Linked DNA regions of Rattus norvegicus: region 2 is linked to region 1. Evidence: chromatin contacts called from public Hi-C data. All regions are on one chromosome and are shown on one strand. The core of a region is the stretch at or near the end of the contact, and the rest is flanking DNA. Distances in the headings are between cores, read along the strand shown. Region 1 has its middle 57 kb from the start of Bmal1. Region 2 holds the start of LOC134484822.

What was found. Hi-C and Micro-C count contacts between places; a contact is called where the count stands out from the background.
Region 2: a Hi-C map of mammary epithelial cells shows a contact between it and region 1, with 1.9 times the contacts expected there. The contact joins the promoter of LOC134484822 here to the enhancer-like site in region 1. A contact is called at or near these places in 5 of 12 Hi-C or Micro-C datasets (the A7r5 cell line, Schwann cells, frontal cortex and 2 more).

What each region holds. Positions count from the first base shown.
Region 1 is chr1:176,705,267-176,712,455 of GRCr8, forward strand. No RefSeq gene overlaps it. Among named protein-coding and RNA genes, the nearest start is that of Bmal1, 57 kb to the right of the region's middle. Within about 2 kb of position 2,520, at least 40 of the 93 cell types and tissues checked have an H3K27ac peak or open chromatin away from gene starts, as enhancers often do. A contact at or near this core is called in the A7r5 cell line and Schwann cells, where this site is marked.
Region 2 is chr1:176,918,113-176,924,739 of GRCr8, forward strand. It overlaps LOC134484822, which reads left to right and starts at 5,039. Exons shown (of 3, transcript XM_063280717.1): 1 at 5,039-5,042; 2 at 5,077-5,912. The coding sequence starts at 5,039. Btbd10 (BTB domain containing 10) reads right to left here and starts at 5,551. Exons shown (of 11, transcript NM_001399401.1): 1 at 5,366-5,551; 2 at 5,027-5,113; 3 at 1,099-1,163.

The DNA.
Region 1 (7,189 bases), core at 1,270-3,769:
GCACTTGGCTTTCATAGTCTTAAGAAATATGAGGGTGGGACAACTTTTCATTCCAAACTAGATAAGGCAAAATACATGTGTGTCGCCATGAGTTTGTGTCTTAGCACTTTATTCTGTAGAGACTGCAATGCTCAACAAGGCAGGACCAGCATGGGCCATTCTGGGCCATCATTGACATTGCCTCTGATAGGATGTAAAGGGCAGTGAGGCCCTTTGACTAGTTGGCCTCATGATACCCATGATTCCTGCCTTACTGTGATCAGAGTCGTGAGAATATGGAGGTACTCGTGTGACTGCAGAGGTCACATCATAACCAGACCTTCACAAGCCCTGTGTGATGTCAAGCACAAATCCTTGATGTGAGACCAAGTTTTAGTTGAATTAAGATGTTTGTTGACATCCCACAGACTGTGCCCTGGTGCTGATATGGGAGCTAAGGGGACCCCTTGCTGTTCCTAGACAAAGCCCAGATTTTCCTAGACCTTGGCTATAGCAAAAACAGTCCAAGGTTAACCCTGAGAAGAGATCAGAAAACTGATAGCTGGACATGGTGGTGCATGCCTTTAATCCCAGCACCACTTGGGAGGCAGAAGCAGGTTGATCTCTGTGGGTTTGAGGCTAGCCTGGTCTACAGAGTGGTTTCAGGTACAATTGGGGCTATGTGAAGAGATCCCATTGAGAGAAAGAGAGAGAGAGAGAGAGAGAGAGAGAGAGAGAGAGAGAGAGAGAATGAATTGAGGTAGACAGCTACAAAGCAAGAGGCCATAGAGAGCCTGGGATCTGGTAGGCAGAGGTGACATAAAGGCCAGGGATGGCGGGCTTTCTGAAGTTGTTCCCTCCAAGATGAAGCATTCCTTCCTGGAGAGAGGCAGGAAGGTGGAGTCTCCTCAGACTCCTCAAGTTAAGAAATATCCTAAAAGGCTCTGCGAGGTCATGAAACTTAGTAGCCTCAGGAAGCTCTGGAAGTTACAGGTTTCACACACACACACACACACACACACACACACACACACACACACACACCTGGGTTATCTTACAGTAAACAATTACCAGGGAAAGGGGGACTCTGGGGAAGGTGCCTATAAGCTATGCTTGGCTCTTCAGGGACACAGCTTTTCCAGGTTGTCCTCCAAGCTGGGTGCCTTTAGTCACAGTGATCCTGGAGGTAACCACAGTAGCCTCACTGGTTCCCAAAGTCAGATTTGGGTGGAATGATTTCTTTAATTGCTTGCTGGTGCCATATCTCAGGTGAACAAACATTTGTCCTTGTCTTCTCAGGGGCTGGGGCATGAGGGATCATATTACAAAGAAGATAAGGGCCTAGGAAAATGATTCTGACTTCGAGAAGGGAGGAGTAGCAAGACGTGTGCTCCTAGCAGCGATCCACAGTTGGCCTGCCAATCTTTGGAAGCTGCTGGTTTATCTCCTCTTTTCTCCCCAAGTTTGCCCCCTGGCATTTGCAGATCCATTCCAGGTCACACATTTCCGTTCCAAGCTATTGTCCCTGAGTGGAGGGACACTTGCCCAGTCTGTGAGTTCCCAGAAAGAACTGCGGCTTCTATTCCCTCCCCTTTGTTGAAGGCTCAAAATAACTTTTCTTCACGCAAAAGGGGCATCTCCCATGGAGACGTTGACTGTCTTAGAGCCATTCTCAGGGAGTAGCTAGTCTTCAAATCTCAGTGCACACAGCACCTTGGGACTGTTGGCTCAAATAGGAGCCCAGCCTGCTTGAAGGCCTCCACCCACCTTTTCCTTCCTAAGGCAAAATATGTCTGATTAGCGTTTATTTTCCTTCTCAGTCAAAGGCTTTGTGTTTTGCCTTTTGCAGGGAGGGTTCTTATGATTCAGCTCAAGGGGATCTCGGCAATGAAAGAGAATTGGGAGCCACTGGGTTGGTGACAAATGGCAGCCTATGTCCTATCTGGAGCCTCTTAAGGTTTAACCCTGTCAAGAGTTCTGCTCTCTTTCCTGAAGATGCATGAGAGAAACACGAAAGAAACTTAGGCAGCTTATCTCCGAAGCACTCTCACTGCCCTTGCACTGCCAATGTGCTGAATGTCATTTGGGGAAAAGTCTACGCTATCTTTTTATACTTGGAGAAAAATAAATAAAAATATGGAATGAAGATCAAACTCCCAAATAAGCCTAAGGCTCCTGGCCTGGGTAGTCAAGTGTCTGAGATCTGAATTTAATCAGGACTGATGACCCGTCCCACTGTCCACCTTGTCCCAGGAAGCGGTGAGCCAGAGAGCTTCCCTCTCCCTAGACTTCAGCTGAATGGCACCTCAGAAGGGAGCCCTCAGACAAGGTACAAAGAGACACCAAAGCAGAAACCAGCAGACAGAAACCAGTTCTGGCAGCGGTGGCCCCAAGCCTGGCTCTTCCCCAGGGCTGGGGCTCTGGTTGTATTCTTCTGGAAGACGCATAACCTTGGAGGAAGGGTGAGTACACAGACTCTGCTCTGACTCACACACAAAGGAGGACTCATTGTTTTTCCCTTGGCTGCATAAGTGAACGGGAGCACGGGCTCCAGTCACCCAGTCTGCTATGTCTGGGGCTGGAGTCTCACTTCACTACTTCCCAACAGTGGACACGTCAAGCTGGCACTCTTCAACTGGAAAAGGGAGTCAGGAAGATGCTGACTTAGCAAGTTGTTTCCAAGTTTAAACCAAATGCTGTAGAGAACAGAGCCCTACGCCATGTTAAAGGGACCAGATCAGCAATGCTGAATTCAGTTTGCAAAGCTAATGGCTGCTCTCGTCCTATTTTATTCTCACAGTTTCTAACTCCTTTCTTGAAGAGGAAATAGGGAACACACACACACACACACACACACACACACACACAGAGAGAGAGAGAGAGAGAGAGAGAGAGAGAGGCACATATGTGGCACCCTCCCCAAAAGCCATTTCTTTTATACCATCAGTTTATCCCCACAGCTGGGTTCACTATACCCTGAGAGCCAGGGTGAGCATTTCTAACTACCCTGCTTCAGGATTCAGCTGACATAGTTTGCGGTTAAGGACCTTAATCTCTGAGCCTTTCTCAGCGGCCTCTTGTCTCACTCAACAGGGGCTCTCAGGGTGGGATGCTATCCTGCATGTCAGATCGTCTCTGGGGATCACTTCTTCCTCTGGGCCCTGCTCTGAGCCTTGGCTGCAACCAGGACCTTAAGGTATCTGTCTTACCAGAATTCTGACACAAGCTACCCTGGCCTTGGGGCAGAGGTGAGAATGTCGTCACGTCTAGAAGCACGATTACATTTGTATTCACTTTTCTCCCTTCTGAGTTTCTACCAACATGTGAAAAGAAATGGTTTGGGGGTTTTGTTGCTATTGCTGATTTGCTGCTGCTGCTGCTGCTGTCTATTTGTTCTCGGCTGCATTATCCTGGCTTCTGAGTTATGTTTGATTTAGTTGAGTTCTTACTGCATAGCTGTACTCATCCACCCCAGCCACCTGTGGTGGTGTAGATGGAATATGTCTTCTTGTCAACAGGTCCAATAAATTTTAAAATAAGGAAGCTCATTCCCTGGTCTGGAGACACCAGTGACTGCTGGGCATTCCACTCAGGAGGCCAAGATGGAAAGGGTTAGAACAGGCTCTCAGAGCTCTCGGGAGAGCAGAGGGATGCCGCCTCCCTCACCTCAAGGATGGGATGCAGAGCAATGTTGACCCTTCCCCCATCTCTAGAAGTTATAGAAGGAAGATTATGTGCACACACACATAGTGAATTCCTTGTGGAGAGAAAAATACACTTCTAACCATAAAGCATCTAGGATTTAAGAAAAATGGGGGACAAGGAGGAGAGGGTTGGTTTTGAGGGAAGTAGTGACATGTGAATGAATCAGGGAGAGTCGCCCTTGATTCACCGATTTTCTCTCTCTCCCCAAATCCAATTTGTCTACCAAGCTCTACCTTGAAAATATACTGGAATCCATCCTCTCTCATCATGACCACTGCCCCAACCAGTCATTTCCTCATCACAGCTGGAGTATCCCACACACCCCGGTCCTTCCGCTCTAATCTCATACATAGATATCAGCCTGAAGCCTTTAAGTTATCACACACACACACACACACACACACACACACACACACACACCACAGAGAGAGGGGGCAGATGGAGAGGGAGAGGGAGAGGGAGAGGGAGAGGGAGAGGGAGAGGGAGAGAGAGAGAGAGAGAGAGAGAGAGAGAGAGAGAGTGTTGGGTTTTGCATTAGCTACTTTTCTATTGTTGAAACAAAACACCCTGACCAAAGTAACATGTACCAGAGAGCATTTGCTTGGGCTTTATGGTTTCAGAAAATTAGAGTCCATGATGGTGGAGCAAAGGCATGACAACAAGAACAGCTAAGATCTGGATCCTCAAGTAGAAAGCAGAGAGGCCTATCAAGCACTGAGAACTGCAGAGGGTTTTGGAACCTCAAAGCTCCCTGCAGCCCATGCAGTCATTCCCATTCAGAGCACCGTAGGATTCAAACCTAAGACCTTGCACATACGGGCAAGCACACTGCTGCTCAGGTCCAGCTTGAGCCTTGTAAAGGAGAAGCAGATTTCGCTCCTCTTCTGGAGATATAGAAACAGCTTCCTGGCTCGTGCAGAATAAACCCCAAAGGCCTTACTATGCTCCAATATGCTGGCTTGCTCCCTTACTGACCTGTCTACACAGCACTGCCCTTCCCTCAACTCCTCCCCAGTCCTATTCACTTCCTGCTGTTCCTCAAACACTCCCCACAGATGTCTCAGGACACTCAATGCACAGCACTGCCCACAGCCGCCGCCCTCGTTCCCCAAATGTCCCACCCACTCTAGCTGAAACAGCATTCCAGCCTTAATTTCCCAGTCCTTTGTTTTCTTTTGTGTCTTTGCTTTTGAGGTGAGTTTATTTGTTTGGTTTTTGGTGTAGTGTTCATTGTTGTTGTCATAATTTTTTTAACCTGAAATTTAAGATCCTACTATTTGTGTGTGTGTGTGTGTGTGTGTGTGTGTGTGTGTGTGTGTGTGTGTGCCACATGCATGCAGGTGCCTTCAGAAACCAAAGGGCATTGGCTCTCCTGGGACTGGTGCAGGTCATGAGATACTGGTGCTGGGAACTGAATCCAGGTGATTTGCAAGAGCAGCAAGTGTTTATAACCACTGAGACAGCTCTCCAGGGTTTTGTTTTTGTTTTTGTTTTTGTTTTTTGTTTTGAGACAGATCTTGTTATGACTCCCTTTCTGATCTTGTAATTACTATGTAGCCCAGCAGCCTGGTATTTGTGTCAATCCTCCTGACTCCCAAGTGTTAGAATGACAGGTATCCATCACCATATCCAGCCATCTTTTTCTACTGGCTTTAAATTATGCACTTGTCGATTTGCAAGTTTTGTGCATCCTACTCACAGAATGCAGGGACTCCGCTCCTCATTGTACTGGCAAACTCTAGAACAGTGCTTGGCTTGTAGCAGATGTTCAATGAACAGTTATCAAATAATGGAATGAACCAGGCATTAAATACAAATACAGAGAGGTAATTAATGACAGTGTTATCTATACAATGCTCAGAGGTACATGGAAGGAAAAACCAGTGATTCTACTTTGGGAAGGTGAGGAGAGGGGTTTGCTTATAGTGAAAGCCTGTTGGGGGGTAGGAGGGGTAGCATCCCTCATTGAAGCACAAGGCTGGAAAGCAGAACTATGGAGAAAGAGGAAGAAGGAGATAGTAGTGGGCTTTACAAACAAAGCAAAGCTAAGGAGCACAAAGTACCATCTACTGGAAGCTGCAGATAGCTGGGTGGTTCCTAGAGAAACCACGTGTAGAAAAGCCAGACTGAGCCAGGGAATGAGATGGAGCAGCACGCAGGGACCAGACAGCAAGACTGAAGCTTGTCTGGTTGGAGACTCTGGACGTTGCCTTGTAAGTGATTATAAACCCAGGAAAGACTTTTCAGCGGCGTGGGGTGTGCTTAGAAAAGCTGGTCTCCCAGAGGACCCACGTTCAGTTCCCATCACCCACATTGAGCAGTTCATAACTACCTGTAACTCCAGCTTCAGCGGGATCTGCTGCCCTCATCTGGCCTCTACAAGCACCTGCACTCACATGCATGTACCTACACAGGTATACACGTATGCATGATCTCAAAGAATAAAACCATTAAAAAGAAAATTTCCCAGTATGATAGCTCACACTTATAATCCAAGCACTAAGGAGACTGAGGCCAGAGGATTATTACAAGTTTGAGCCCAGTTTGGGAGTTACAGACCCTTCTCCTACTCCACCCTCCAAAAAGGGGAGGAGAGGGAGAAGAAGGGATAAGAAAAAAGAAAGAATTCAAAGTTAAGATGTGACCACGGGCAAGGTAGATTAGATTAGAGAAAGTCTCCAAGGCAGAGAGCCCCAGTGTATAGCTTGGGTGAGAGACAAACAGGACAGAACTGGTAAAAGACAAATGAGATGAAGGGAACTGGATCAGAAGTAAGGAGACAGAACTCTGAAGGCCAGTGCTCATGAAAGACAGAACAAAGAGGGGCCAAACTAACACCAAGGCTCAGCTAACAAACACCAGGGCCCAGTTTCCCCAACTCTTTTCTATGACTCTGACAAGTATCACTAATCCTTGCCCCTCTTCCCTCCAAGAAACAGGGACCCCAGAAGCCTCCAGGTAGTGCCTAGGCTGCTATTTCTAAGTAGTTGGTCATTGTGTATGCACAATGTTGGAATAGAACCCAGGGCCTTGCACATGTGTGTCAAGTACTCTGTTGATGAGCTACATCCCTCCCCCCCCCCCCAGGCTCAGCTGAATCACTTTGAGAGTTAAATGTTTGTTAGGACTGAAGGGAAGCGCTGGAGTGAGTAGCGATGTGGTGCTTTCATGAATTGAAATGGCCACCCAGCCACCCATGATACTGCTTTGGCCTAGAATGTTTGATGAGGAATGGTAGAAAGTAGGAAAGTCTATAGAAATAACAACATAGAGGTAAAGAAGATTAAGGGAAGGAGGGCTTATGAGTCAGTAAAATCAATGGAGTCTTAAGAGTCTGAGCACTGAGTCTTTTATGCCTCTCTTGTTACAAAGCCATGCAACAAACATCACCTGAACAGCTACAATGTATGACACTGTTTTTGGTGCTAAGCAACAGGCAACAGTAGCAGTTCCAAGTTGGAGGCCGTTCAGACTGTAGTGTTCAGACTGAGCTCCTGCTTATTGC
Region 2 (6,627 bases), core at 3,789-6,288, 220 kb after region 1:
TTATACAGAAATATTACTCCATTTTACAGCAAGAGCTTAAGCAGGGAAGGACTTTATATTCATGGGGTGGTTAGCACCAATCCTTCTTGGACATTAAGGACATTTAATCTGGTAGATTACATTTTTTTAAACAATATAATTATTAATAAAGAAAGGTGTCTTTGCTTTTACTGGCAAAGATAAAGCAACGATACCTTACAATCTTCAGAAATCTGTGACATAAGCATGCATAAGTAACAAACTCTTTCCTCTTTGGGTAAAGTATCTATTAACCAAAATGCTTGGGATAACAAATGTTCCAGATTCTGGAGTTATTCAGATTTCACAATGAGATCACAGATTCTACCTGTTCTAATCCAAAGATCCAGCATCCACACACTCTACAGTTGTATTTAACTCACTCCTGTGAACCCACCACCACCCTTTTATCTTTCTCTAGAAAGCATCTCTGAGTTCTAACTGTTCACCTGTTCTAACTGAGCACCTCTGAGTTCTAGTTTGCTACCTTCTTTGCAAAGAGGTATCAGTTTCAAGGACCACAAAGTAAACCAGGAGGAAATATTAAGGAAACTGTAACATTAGCTTGAACCCTAGTAAACATTCAATTAAAGAGAGAAAAACAAAACTCTAAACCAGATTGAATATCCCTTATCTGAAATGCCTAGGGCCAAAAGTATTTCAGATTCCAGATTGATTGGGGATTTTTTTTTCTAAAATTCTGGAATGTTTGCATATATGAACTGAATTATCTTGGGCCTAAGACTAAACACAAACTCATTTACATTTTATGAATAGCCTAGACACATACTCTAAAGATAATTTTCTACATGAAACAAACATGGTGACTAGGGAGATGCTCAGAAGAATTCAGATTTTGCAGCATTTCAGAGTTCAGATTTAGGATTAAGGAGGCCTAACTTGTAACTCTTCCTCTATAACAAACATCTGTTACTATCTCTTTCCCCACAGCCAACCTCTGCCATAATTTTACTTTAGACTAACAAAGAAACAATAAAGGAGTCAGATAGATGAGGATTAAAAATATAACCCAAACCACTGGCCAAATTGGAAATCACTTCAATTGTAAATTACACTTACCCAGTTAGAAATGTAGGTGTTCCATTTCCTTCTCCCTCACAGAGGTCCAGCCTGCTCAGATAAACCTACCATACAGATGAATATATTGAAAATGTATGTTCTAAGAAACAGGAGACCCCAAAACAGAACCAAAGGCACTGAGGAAAGTACATTCAACCCCTTCCTCTAATCCTCATTGGAAAAATAACTTCAGAGAGTGGAAGGAGGGGCTGAAAGCTACCTGCAAACAAGCATTTCCTTCTTTGTAAGTCACCACAGAAACATGGGGGAAATGACGTTCCACACCCCCCAACCCGAACATCAAGACAATCTACACAAATATATAACAATTCCTAAAACAAAAAATTCACTAACCTGGGTGCTTAGGAGCTCAGAGACTGAACTGACAATCAGGGAGCCTGTATGATCTAACCTAGGTCCTCTGTATGTATACAAGTGATGGTTATTAGTTTAGTCTTCTTGTGGGACTACTAACAGTGGGATCAGGGGCTGTCTCTGACTCTTTTGCCCCCTTTTTGGACCCTTTCCCTCCTACTAGGTTGCTTCGTTTAACTTAATATGAAGTATGTCCCATGTTCAGTTGATATTTCTGGGAGCCCTGTTCTTTTCTGAAGGGAAACATAGGAGGAGCAGCTCTGGGGAAGAGGGTAGACTAGGGCATAGGAACTAGGAAAGCAGTGAGGGGAAACCAGTGAGGATGTAATAAATGAAAATAATAAATAAAAATGTTTTTAAAACTCTCAGGAACATTTTATAAACATAACACATCTTCTCTTTTCATCCCTTGCTCTTTTCACTTCCTCAAGCAGGGAACTGATGAAGAGATATTAGCCTCACTGAATTTAAAAAGACTGGGCTAAACATAAGAAAATCTAGTATATTACACTCTCCGCCTAAAGTCCTGACTTAAAAAAATATCCTTTGCAGTCTTCATACAAGTTTTAATAAACTCAGTTGTATCAGTCCTCTTTGTACAATTGCATAGTAACAAAGGAGTATTTAGCTATTCCTTCTTCCTTTTTAAAACTCTGTTCCTTACATGGCTGGCTTTCATGACTTTACCACTAAGATAAAGACCCTTACTTTGCAATATCCACCTCTTGGGACTTGAGTTTGACCTATAAACTCCCATTCCTCACAGCCCAACAAAGCTTGAAGCAGATTATGTGATTAAAATACTTCCTACTAGTAAATAAATGAGTTTTAATCCACAAGGTTCAATTCCATAAATGCCATTAAGTCATGCAATGTATCAGACACAAAGTTTAATCAAAGTACACATTCTTCTTACTAGAAAAAAGAATTTAAATCAATGGCTTCTGTAAAGAAGAGGCACAAGAATATTTGTTTCACATTGCCTTCTTCATCCCATTGCCAAGCTTCTCACTCTACCCATTCGCCAGGGTCTGAGTATTTCCTCTGGTAAAAGTCAATACCCAGGGACACAGTGTGATAAGGTATAGCAAATAACAAGTATTCAGATCCTGAAATGGACGGTAGATGGGATCCTGGACTTAATTTTACATAGTAGGTACAAGTAACCTTCTAAATAAAGCAATATACTCTTGATACTTTTAAATTAAATAATAAAAACAAATCAAAAGTTTTCATCATTATTCCCATAGTAAAATGTTAATATAGTCCCTCTTAAAGTATATATTCCAAGGTTATCAGTAGATGCCTTAAACTATGACTAGTACCAAATGAATCCTTATGTATACCACCTATGAGAAACTTTAATGGTTACACACAGTAACAATAATTAACAATAAGATAGAAAAAAATTGTAATATATCCTAGTAAAATGTTTCTGTGACTAAATTTACACATCTTAGCAACCTTGGCATGGTTTTTTTCCTTCCTGATGAAGTTTGGAACTTTCACTTTTCTCACATACAAGAAGCACATTATGACTTCTTGTTGACGTAGACGAATTAGTAACAGCACTGCTTTTGTACTGTGGGCCATCACTAAATAAAATAAGAGTTCTTGAACACACTGTAAAATTATCAGTCAGTCTGATAAACAAATTACTACTAAAGTGGCAGATGGATGGGTAGCACATCCTGGTCAGATTCACTGGAGAAAAGAAGTGGTTTATATTCCACGCAGGTAGTGTGAGAATCACAATTTTATCATTGAACTTGAAATGGTATGCAATTTAAAACTTACGAGCTTATTTATGGATTTTTTCCCATCTAATGATTTCAAACCAGTAATAAACTACAAAAAAACCCCCAAAAAACAAAAGTGTAGACAATGAGATACTACGTTAGAAATTATGTTTAGTCTGTAGCCCTGTATTTAAAGGGCACTAAACCATGTATTGATTTTAATAAGATTAGACATTTTTTACAATTCTAAAAATCTATAATTCCAAACTGACATAGTTGATTTAAACTTGTTTCTAGTTATAAAATTAATTCTGACCTATACACAGCTCCTAAACCAAGATATAAAACAAAGCTCTAAAATACTCTCGTATGTTAAAATACAGCTAGGTTTGGTTGTGTTACATGAAGGCTTTTTTGTTTTACCTGTGAATATTTCAAAAATGGGGAAATCGAACTTAAAAATCTGGAGTTCCTGTATTCTTTAAGAAAGCTGAAGACTGACTCCACACTCATCTACACAGTTAATCAGATGGGCTTGAATCCTGACGTCTCTCAGAGAACAGCCAGCTGTCTAGTACCTGCCAGCATGTGCATGGTCCTCACTCTTACTTCTAAGGGATTCTAGGGATGCTAGTATTTCCAGATCACTTGGACACTCCATGAGACCATTTAAATGTAAAAGGCCATAAAGCAGACCACCGTTCTTTGTGATTTCATTTAATGGTTAAAAAATAGTTACACAAGTCTTTGAAGAATAGAACAAAACAAAATTCAGATCGGCTGGAGGGTAACATAGGAGGAAAAAAGCCCACCTGGAAATTTGAATAATATGAAAAAATGTCTAACAATTCAAAACATTGCTTGGAACTTTCTGAACTCCATTATTCTGGGTCCTAAACTCGCTCCTCCATGTTTCTGAAGCTCCCTCCTTACCTTCTCTCCGCCCATAAATGCTGAATACTCTAAGCTCTATGTTAGAGAAAACTATTATGCCTAAAATCTTCAAAAGTAACTGTCCTCGAAAACTATATTAACTCATCTTTATCTCCCATTAAGTAATTTTCCAAGTACTTTCTAATGCTTTCTGCTTGATATTCAATATCAGTCCTTGGTTCAATGCCGAGGGCTGAGTTGTAGATGGACTCTCTAGTACAGAAACTTTTTCAGTCTTTACATTTACATGTTTTTATTATATCTTATCATCCATTTCTATAGTCTATTTCATTCAAAATTCACTCCTAAACCCATTTCTAAAAAGTTCTGATCTAATTTAGCCAGTGGAGCTAGAAAAGAGTGGGAGGCAGGCAAGAACAGAAAGAAAGCCAACTGCCAATCAATCAATACACTGTGCTGCTCCATCCAGATTGTTAACTTAAATAAAAAGCATGCAGACTCTTTCATGGCTATAAAATAATTTCACATACTAAGTGCACAAAGTGGAAAACATTTTAGCATGTTCTGGACTCCAAATACCAATAAGAGACCACGACTCAAAATTTCAAAGAAAAAAAAAAAGAGAGAGAGAGAGAGAGAAGCCCGGAAAGGCTGAGGTTAGGCACACTAGCCAACATTAACAAACTAAGTGAAATCTCAGCTCCTCTCAAACCCATACCCCCAAAATAAGAGGTGTCAGAGGGCTTGTGTCTTACAGAGAGTAAATCAGAACCTTTACTGGGCAAGTTAGGGGAAACAAAGCTTTACCATTGTTGATACGGTTACAGGATAAAACCACACAGCACATTACAGGTGTCTCATCCTCCACCCAAAGGGCGACTCCCCCACCACCTTATCCCCAAACCTGGAGCCTTACTCACCGCCCTATTGTGATGCGCCTCCTTAGGGTTGTCGCTGCGGTGACCCAAAGATGACAGGAAAGGGGCGGGGCACTGGGTTACTCTGCCCTGGAAAGGAGGTTGGAAAGGAGGTGTGAGAAAAATAGCCTTTTTTCCCCTGGGGAAAGGCCTCCAGACTCCTAACCCCCAAAGCAGCACCTTTCTCAGCCTCTCCCGACCCAGTACCGGAGCCGGCGGCCCGGAGTACCGCTCCCTACGCTCCTGGAGCCGCCGCCAGCCTCCCGGACCCCAGTCACAGCAGCCAACCTCGCCCTCGGCTTCCACTGTAAACCCAGCCGCCCGCACCCGGCCCACTCCAACCTGCCGGCCCTTGAGACGTCCACCGAGAGTTGAGGAGAAGAGCTACAAGAGCGAGCGAGCGACGCTCCGCTCCCTCCGCCTACTCAACCGGATCCCTCCGGTACTAGGTGTAAGGCGGCAGCTCCACCGGCTGCGCCTACCAGAGCCGCCCGGGCAGGTTGCAGGCCGGCTCTTTAGCTGCTTCTCGCGAGACTTCGCACTAGGAAGAGGGGAGGCGAAGCGAGTTCTCGCGCGAAGGGCGGCGCTCCTCCCACAGTGGGCGTGGCGCCGGGGCACGGGGTGGCTGAGTAGTGTTTCAGGGTCTCCGCTGGCAGTGCTGTGCTTTAGTTTGCCTGTGGACTTTGCGTTCGGCAGTCAGCCGGGACGGGTCTCAGGCCACCTCCACACCCGTGAGCACATCCTCACTCCACGCTTCCTGTCACCTTTAGGGAAAAACGGACAGCGTCTCCGGGCCAGTAAAAGCAGTGCCTGGGAGACTTCTAGGAGAGCGTTTCTCTCAGCAGAGCGAACGCCCGGGTCGCCTCCCCCACGCGGGGTCAGCGAGCAGGTACGGGCCACACGAAGCGTTGGCAGGTGGTGGTCCGGAGGTCACGGATCTGCGGCCGCTGCTTGGTTTCAAATGCTCTGCTGTTGGCGGGAACCGGTGCACTAGCTGACACACCTGCGGTGGCGCCACCTCGGGGACGTGAAGAATCACCTGAATGGGATGAGTTAGTTTCTGGCAGGCAAAAGCTCGCCAAAGTAGCGTCCCGGTCCTTCAGTGTCACCCAACCCACCGAGTGCCCAGTGTGAGGCTCTAAAAGAGATGAAAAAGTGAGAAAGGCGTCTCCTTGGTGCTCAAAACTCTCACCCTCCGGGGATTCAGACCCACAGAGAACAGATAATCCTCATTATGCTTGCTAGGGAACGTGCTCCCCTTTGTGAGTGAGCAATAGGAGCTGATCTGAGATAATCTTGTTTAGAACCCTCTGTGCGTTGCTCACACCTCTGGTCTTAAGATTCGGAAGGGTGGCAGAAGCTGAAAGATTTGAGTTCCAGGTGTGTCTGGGCTAGAGTGAGATCACTAGGGAATGGATGGCATTTGAGTCCAATTTAAATCAGAATTTCCCCCATTTTGAGAAGAGTAGGAAGGGCATAAACAAAACCCAATACTGGTTTCAGTATTTTGGCATGAAAACTGATTTGTGAAAAGAACTTTGTTTAAAAATCTTGTCACTTTAAGAAAAAATTCCTTGGATCCCGTGTGTGATACCATGTATGCC